Linked DNA regions of Sus scrofa: region 2 is linked to region 1. The links are chromatin contacts, called in public Hi-C maps. All regions are on one chromosome and are shown on one strand. Each heading gives the region's core, a stretch centred on a gene start, on an enhancer-like site or on the middle of the called end of the contact. The rest is flanking DNA. Distances are from core to core; before and after follow the strand shown. Region 1 overlaps RGS5 (regulator of G protein signaling 5). Region 2 holds the start of RGS4 (regulator of G protein signaling 4).

The links. Hi-C and Micro-C count contacts between places; a contact is called where the count stands out from the background.
Region 2: a contact with region 1 is called in a Hi-C map of liver, with 4 times the contacts expected there. The contact joins the promoter of RGS4 here to the enhancer-like site in region 1. A contact is called at or near these places in 11 of 47 Hi-C or Micro-C datasets (alveolar macrophages, brain, embryonic fibroblasts and 5 more) and 2 of 2 datasets of contacts at active chromatin or transcription factors (alveolar macrophages and skeletal muscle).

Annotation. Positions count from the first base shown.
Region 1 is chr4:87,317,909-87,322,061 of Sscrofa11.1, reverse strand. RGS5 (regulator of G protein signaling 5) reads right to left here. Exons shown (of 5, transcript NM_214356.1): 2 at 2,952-3,062. Among named protein-coding and RNA genes, the nearest start is that of RGS5, 33 kb to the right of the region's middle. Within about 2 kb of position 1,716, at least 4 of the 83 cell types and tissues checked have an H3K27ac peak or open chromatin away from gene starts, as enhancers often do. A contact at or near this core is called in alveolar macrophages, liver and omental adipose tissue, where this site is marked.
Region 2 is chr4:87,388,676-87,392,828 of Sscrofa11.1, reverse strand. It overlaps RGS4 (regulator of G protein signaling 4), which reads left to right and starts at 2,365. Exons shown (of 5, transcript NM_001185184.1): 1 at 2,365-2,527. The coding sequence starts at 2,484.

The sequences.
Region 1 (4,153 bases), core at 467-2,966:
CCTTCCTGCAATATATCTGCTCATGTCTTGTTTCAACTCCATAGTTATTTATTGAGCCCTCACCCCACGGCCAATGGTGACCTGGACACCATGGATGGGGTTGCAGATAAATACGCCTGCTACTTTTTGATGTCTATCCAAGAGCCAAACAGTGTGCATCCATTTTTAATCCTTACAATAAGGCTCACTCTGCAGTTTACCTGGCTGGAGTAAGCATAGCACAACATCTGGTAATGTTTTCTCCCCTGTGCACAGTTGAGGGACTGTTTCTGTTTGGAGGTCAATCTAGAGTTAAAGAGGTGAAAACCACCACAACAAAAATGTAGTTAAAAATTAGTGACTTCTACACATAGAAAAAGAACGTCTAACATATAAGATAAACTATAAACATATCATCAGCTCCTGAGAATTTTGCAATTGATTATATTATGAGCCATGATGACAGCCATTGCAAGCTAAACTTGTATGGTTTAGTAATATGTTTATTGTTTATTGTGAGGACACAGAGCAGAGCCTGAGGGAATGCTCACGTAGAGAGCATGGGCAAAAGTGGGAGCCCTTATGGGAGAATTTAAGGTGAGACATTAAGGAGGAGAGTTTTAAGGAGGTCAAGTGGTGAGCAGAGCCCAATGCTGCCCATGAAGCAGGAGGTAGCCCTTAGTGACGACAATTTCAGTGAGATAGTAAGGTTTAAACGTGATAAAGGGAGTTAAAGATGAAATTGAAAGCAGTGACTTTCCATTTCTAAAATTATGCAGTGAGAGCAAGAGGAAGGGATGGAATAGAAGAGGTGAGCGGCTGGGAGAATGTTTTTCAGAGTGGAAATCGTATTTGTTTGTTCTGGTGGAAGACGGTCCAGAGGGAAAACGAGCAGTTAATAACACTAAAATAGTAACTGCATCTGGCTTTAGGCAGTAGAGATATAGGAAAGTTTTTTCTATTTTTCAATGGTTTGGTTTTTGTTTTTGTTTTTTAAATGAGAAGAATAAAAATGTATTTAAAAAAAGAGAAAATGCTTTTTAAAGAAGGGATTGCTTTTTAAAAAAAGATGAGAGGAGCTAAAAATACCTTCTATCCGGAGAAGGTCTATTTTCTCCTCTGAGGTTTATTTTCTTCTCCTTGAGAAGAACATGGGCAAAAAAAATACAGAGAAACTTTAAAGTGAGGAGAGGAGAAATCAATTGAGCTCATGCAAGACAGTCTTTTTCTGCCAGTTAAAAGGCATGGAAATTTGCCAAATATGAGGTGGTGAAATGGGATTTAGGAGTTTGGAAGAAGATGGGAAAGCTTTGTAGTGGCCACTGTTAAAAATGAGACACACAAATATTCTCACAGGAAAAGATGGATTTTTTTCCTAAACAATTCAAACTCCTCAAAGGAAGGGGGTGGGTGGAAGGCAAGAAAAAAAAATAATAATCCAATAAATGTCAGCCCCAGGTTTTCTTCCAAAACTGCTTCTCTCTGAATCCCTATTGAGCCAAATAGTTCAAGTGTCTGTGTGGGATATTAAAGCAGAGAATCAAAGCAGGAAACAAAGCACTATATTTATTTTTTAAAAGTTAATTCCAACAGATCAATAACAACCACACTGTTTATTTCGAAATAGACTTTTTGATCTTTCGCTATTATGAAATGTGGTTCTTACTCTCTACCAGTGCCTGGTGCCTGCCACTCCACGTTGAATTTTAGTTTCTCTTTCCTAAACCCAGAAAACCCAATTATGCCTCACTTCCGCTTTGGGATCACTTTGAAGTAATAAAAGGAAGAGAGGGGAAATATCCACTTCGGTTGATGAAAAAATATTTAAAAGGAATAACCTGTCTCTCTATCTCCCAACCAGCTATACTAATTTGAAGGTTATTCGGAGGCAAGATTGGCCAATTTATATGAATGTTAAATCTTAAAAGAAATTGAGGTTAAAGGGGATGCCTTGAAAGGGGAGGTTAAAGTGTGGTATTTTTACCACACTTCTGTCATCTCCTCAAAGGTCTTAGGTAGTAGAGTGAAGGAGTTTTTAATACATTTGGCTTTTCTTCCCCCCCTCCTTTCCTGATTCTCAGGGGTGTCTCTGCGTTGAAGGGAAGATGCAATGCACTTGTCTAGTCAATGCTGGACTGTGTAGCTAGCAGAACAATAGCAAACACTGTGAATTTTGTGCATTGAGTTATTGCGAGTACAGCCAATGCAGCGTGAGCTGGATTCATGGCTGTAACATCTTACATCTTGGGAATTGTAGTCCCCTCTGTGCCTAAATTGATAGAAGCATGTGGGGTGGTGGGAGAGGACTGAAAAAGTCCTGTCAGGGATGTTCATTTATGGGCTGGGGGAAAATAGCTTGATGTGCATTAAAGAGAAGTATCTGGTCAAGTCCTCATTCTTCTGTCAAGGAACAGTCTTCTCTTTCTCCCTTGGACCTCTGAAGGGACAATATCTCAGAAAAGGAACTATTAGACTTAAATTGACTGCCTTGATCTTCACGTCTTCCTGAGAGAAATGTTCCCACTTGTATCTCCCTGCCAAAGAAGAAGTCTTGACTACTTCCTGAGCAGGTGAGCATCCAGGGATCATAATTAATTGGGTCAGGAAAGCTTACCTGACTCAAGGACACACAGCAAGTGAACAGTTATTTCTAACTACATTTCCGTGTGGTCAATAACCTATGAGGTGGCTGATACTCTTTTATAAGAGATGGTCTGTCTCTCCAACAATGTCCCAAGATAAGACCTCATCTTCATTTTTTTTTAAGTATCCTCCCAGTAAATAATATTATGTTCCAAACACAGGAGAGTTAAAGAAGAAAAAACCCTATTTACTAGCCAACTCCCTGAGGACTCTTATGATCCTCAATGAGTAATTGAAGGAGGGAGTTCTACAGAGGAGGGATGGTGCTATGCACTTGAAAAGTAGCCATCCTCTGGAGGAAAAGAATGGAATCCATAATCATGACTCACTTCTGGATCTTGACTGGCTTGTCCGGCTTCTCATTGTACGGAATGACAAGGTCAACAGCAGACTCCGGCTTTTGGAGGAGAATTCCCAACTTGATCTTAATTTCCTTGGCCCTGAAAGGAAAGATGTACAAGATGCACCATATAAGCATTAAGTTCTAAAAAAGAGGTTTCTTTCTTTGTCAGAGAAACAAAAATAAGCAAAACGCCATTTCATTACTGCGGCAGAAAGAGTACTGATGTGAAAATTGGGATACCTGAGATCTACTAACATTTATCAAGTTCTTATTATGTCTCTGGATAATATGCATTTAAATATTAATTATTGTTTTATGCATATACTTTCATGTTACATATGGCAGATACTATAGTATTATTCCCATTTCCCATTAGATGAAGAAACCAATGAGAGAGAATTCACATAACTTGCTTAAAATAAGCCAGACAGTATGTGATAGGGATGGGGACTTGACCCCAAGCTGTCTGATTTTTGAGTCCAAAGGTGGAACTCACTGAATTGCTTACCAGTCTTCTGAGAGCTCTGGTCCCAGCTCTGCCATTAATTAGAAATGTAACATTTGAAAAAAATAATCACATTTCATTGCCAGACCTCAGTTCTCTCATCTGTAAAATGACAGATTAAATCTAGATGTTTCCTTCAGCCCTTCCCAGCTATAATATTAAATTATTCTGATTGATGCTTACTTCTCTAAAAAGTGTTCTACATTTATATGGATTTGATTTTTTTTTTTTCCAATCTATTACCCATTGTTTCCACAATGGCTCTTGTCATGTTTTACAGGCAATAAGTCTTCATAGGATGAGTATTAGTTACCAGTGGACTGACTAGAGCAGCATTATACTATTCCTTTCTATCTTTAATATTTTAGTGAATAGATGTGGTCAGAATTCCAAGCGCTTCTATGTCCTAGGATTCAACTGTTTCATGATCAGTATCAAAACTAACCTCCTGAGTTACCCATTATTTCATCACGAGTCTGACTTCAAAGAGCATCAAGCAAATCTTAAGCATTAATCCATAAAACCAGCCATTACATATTGAGAGACCCAAAATGCTGTCCTTTCACTGTCACCTTGGCACTTCATATATGATTTCAGAGAGAGTTAGAAATTCCCTTGAGACTCAGCAGGTCAAGGATCTAACATTATCACCACAATGGCTCAGGTCACTGCTGTTGAGCTGG
Region 2 (4,153 bases), core at 1,116-3,615, 70 kb before region 1:
CAGCACTTTACGGTTTAGAAATACCTCTGTTTACATAGTTATCTCATTTGATAAGACAATTGAGGGATAGGATAACACAATAGAAAACCCACATAATCTTGTGTCAAGAAAGTAGGTCTACTGGTAAGAAGGTGTAACCTAAGCAAGCCACTTTCCCTTTCAATTTCCTTTTTGATAAAATGAAGGTGTTAGTCTATATTGTCTTAAATCCCACTCAACTCATCTATTGAGGCTATTTATATTTAAGTCATGATAAATTAGGCTTCTTTTAGGTCTAGATCGAAGATATCAAGTTCCTATTAGGTCTTCACTTAATGTTCCCCAAATCAAATTATTTGAATGATCATTATCTTGGGTGCCCAGGTAAGCAGAGAAGGCGTAGGTCCATCTTTGGATAATCTCCTCTCTTTTTTCATTAGTCTCTCCTTTTTAATGCCATCTGACTGGTCCATCTCCCTGGCTCTACCTTCCTTGGCCTGTTATTTTGCACTATAGTCCCTTCCACATCACCACCAAATATGGCTGTTGACTTCACAAATAAATTCATTTGTTCTATGTTGTACTTCAAAGAAAAGTTGTCCAGTAGCAAATCTAATACATGTTTCCCCCTATCTTCACAGGAGAAAATCAAAGATTTTTTTTTCCTGTCATTTAAATGCATTTTCTGGAGATCATGTTTCCCAACATCTTTTTATATTTCTCTGCCATCTTCTTGCTCTGCAGGCACAGATAGGGATTGGGGCACAGGTGAGGGTAGTGAGGGATGTTATGTATGTGATGGGGGCATTGCTCTTTACCGCTTTCCCTTCTATATTCTTGGATGCCTTTGCATCTTTCTGGAACCCATTTATTTTTCATCTTCCTCACCTAACCATTAGATGACTCAGCTTCTTATATGTAAAGTACAACTCACTGTATCTTATAATCAGGTCCTTTCTGCTTTAAAAATGAAAGCTGTTTAGTAGGAGTTCCCATTGTGGCACAGCAGAAATGTATCTGACCAGGAACCATGAGGTTCTGGGTTCACTCCCTGGCCTTGCTCAGTGGGTTAAGGATTTGGTGTTACTGTGAGCTGTGGTGTGGTTGTAGACACAACTCAGATCTGGTATTGTTGTGGCTGTGGCGTGGGCCAGCAGCTATAGCTCCGATTAGATCCCAAGCCTGGGAACCTCCATGTGCCTGAGTGCACCCCTAAAAAGCAAAACAAAAACAGAAACAAAAAAGAAAGCTGTTGAGTTCTGACATAGCAATTAATTTTCTCCTCCCCCCACTCATAGCCTTTCTACATGGAGAAGATCCCTCTATAACTCTGATGTGAGTATTTGAGCTACAACTACAGGTTGTGAAACACCTGCATGATTCTTTGAAATATTCAATCCATCATATTGTGTACAAAAGATACTAGGTGTTCAGAAGCACCTGTGGGGTTGGAAATTTTTATTTTCACTGTGAGCCCTGGTAACATGAAAAACAAAATACATATTTTTTCTTCTCTCTCTGTCTCACTCTTTCTCAATATTTTGAAATACTAGTTTGAATACCTAGAATTGCATAAGATATAATAAGATTTAAACCCACTTGAAAATAAGAATAGGTGTCTATATTTGTTTATTAACTCCCTCCTCTTGTCTTCAAGCTGCTGTTTGGAAGCTTTTGCAGGAGGCATGCATGTACAAAAGAGATTGTCAGTGCTTGACTGAATCTTTTTCTTAGTAAGAGTTTTAGAAGAGTATTCCACAGTCAGGCTGATTACATATGTAGCTAATCTATTTTCTCTAAACTAGTTGTCTATGTTGCCAGGCATATAACTGTCTATCATCTAGCTATTCCCTGTGTGAATGTGACAACCATGAAAGCAAATTCTGTAAACCCTTTCCTGGAAACAAAGATCCTACCCCCTCCCTTTTGGAAACAGTGAAGATCACATTTTGGATCATGTATGGTATAATATTTCCAACGCAAAATAGGAAGTGCATTGAGAGTCAGTCTCAAAGTAAGCCCATGACCTCTGGCTGGCCCCTTGCCTTCCAGGAGGCAAGTTTCTTTGACATTGTTTTTACAGGCAAATGAATAAACCCCATTTTTTGTAGCATCATAAATTTCTATTTTCCTTTTCAGGGAATTCAAAACCTCAGACATTCATGGAGACATCAAGCAAGTTTTTATTTTCTGCATGTCTACTTTGCAGAAGGATTTTTCTGCCTGCTCACTTTGCATTATTGCGTCAGTGCTTTCTTCCTTATCTCTTCCAGAGGCTGGAGAGGCAGAAGTAGGCTGAGAGGAGATGGCATTGCAGAACTGCCCTCTGATTGGCTGGACCATCGTGGCTGGGCTATAAAAGAGACCCCTACAGGCTTGGGAGGGAGAAGCTCAGAGGATTCTGACAGTAGCTTTCCGGGAGAAAAGGCAAAGTGCGCTCAAAACAGAAGCCACAGCTCCTCCTGCTGCATTTCTTTCCTAACGTGAATCCCACACTTCACAAGATGTGCAAAGGACTCGCAGGTCTGCCGGCTTCTTGCTTGAGGAGGTAAGATGATTTTCACGCACTAAACCGTGTTAAACTTTCAGATAGACTTTTTTAGTTATGTGCGTATCCTATTTACTAACCTGGTTGTTTAGAGTTAGAAACAGTGTGGTCAGGAAAGCCTGAGCCTCCTAGCTTTCCTCCAAGACTAGCTAGAAATTGTGACTTGGAAAGTGTTCTCCCCCAAATTTGGAACTCATGTGTTGCTGTGTATGACCTTGGTTTGGAGGACTGTTCAGTTCCTCTGGCCAAGCTTGTTCAAATTGAGAAGTGATATAAGGTTTTTGGGCTTTATACAGCAGTCTGCAATACCTCTACCTGTGATTACTGTTATTTGAATGTCACTGAGCTACTTAGAATCATGGTTCTGGGCTTTCTGATGGTATACTAGATTTCATTTTGAGAAGGACACCCCAGAATGAAGTTTGACTACATCACCAGAAAAGCACTATGCTGTCTGTGTGATGCTGCAGTATCTTTTGCCTCATGTTCTTAAAAGCAAATGCTACAATAAAATAAGTTTCAAAAGTATATGTCTATTCTCTTTCTGCCTCTGCCTCTAGTTCTTGAAATGTCATATGTGAGTGGTGGTTGAGAAGTATTGATCACAACAAATCAGTGAAGGGCTCTGTAAAAAAATCTCATCTTTAAGACATTGTTTTGTCAATGTTTCATCTCTTCATTTAAAAAAAGAAAAAGATATGCAACTATTTATGTCATTTTTTTATAAAAAGGTATACACAAATGCTTTCAGAGAATGCTCATATGTTTTCTAGTTAAAAAAATACAAAGCTAGTGCATATTACGTTACTTAATCTTACAGTTAAAAGTTAAAAAGTCAATTTGTAGATGTACCATCCCCTGTCTTGTTCCTCTGCAAATAGAAATCACCTTAAATTTCAATTTAGAATTATTTTGGAAAGCACAGTCTTTTGTGCAGTCCTAAGCAATTTACTTCCTGTTATGCAGGAATAGGAAAAATACTCTCTTTTTTCTTTTTCATTCTGCCACGGCTGCTTTACAATGAAGCAGGAGTGTCTGGCAGAGAGTACCTATGAAAACAGAGGTTCTGACCTTCACCATTAATTTCCTGAACTGAATGGAACAAATTACTCCAAGCTTCAGTTGCCTCATATATAAAATTAATCATATAAAATACAGGAGTGTCAGGAGAAAGTTTTGTTCTGGTAAATATTTCAGGAGACAGATGAGTAATTGCTCTAGAGCTTTACCCTCAAGGAGCTCAGAGGCTAACCTGGCAAGGTACACTCAGTGTCGGCAGGTAAACTGCTCTTCCCTTTCCTTGCTGGTGAACTGTGAATCATCTTGTCCAACACCTTCATTCTGACACTGGTGCCTGAGGCTCCAGAGAGAATGTGAGCAGCTCAAGGTCACATAGGTGGTGGGTGGCAGAGAGTGGTAAAATCTAGGTTTCTTACTTCAGAGGTCACTGGAGTCATGTTGGTTTTTATTTCTAGGGTTGTATTGTGTTATAAGGACAAGTGTAGTATACTTGCTAAGCATACGTTCAAGTCTTCATGAAATGACTCTGCATTGCTCAGTATCTGTCGGATTTCAGTTGGACCTGGCACATGAAAACATGAAATGATTTCTGTCTTAACCTAGTCA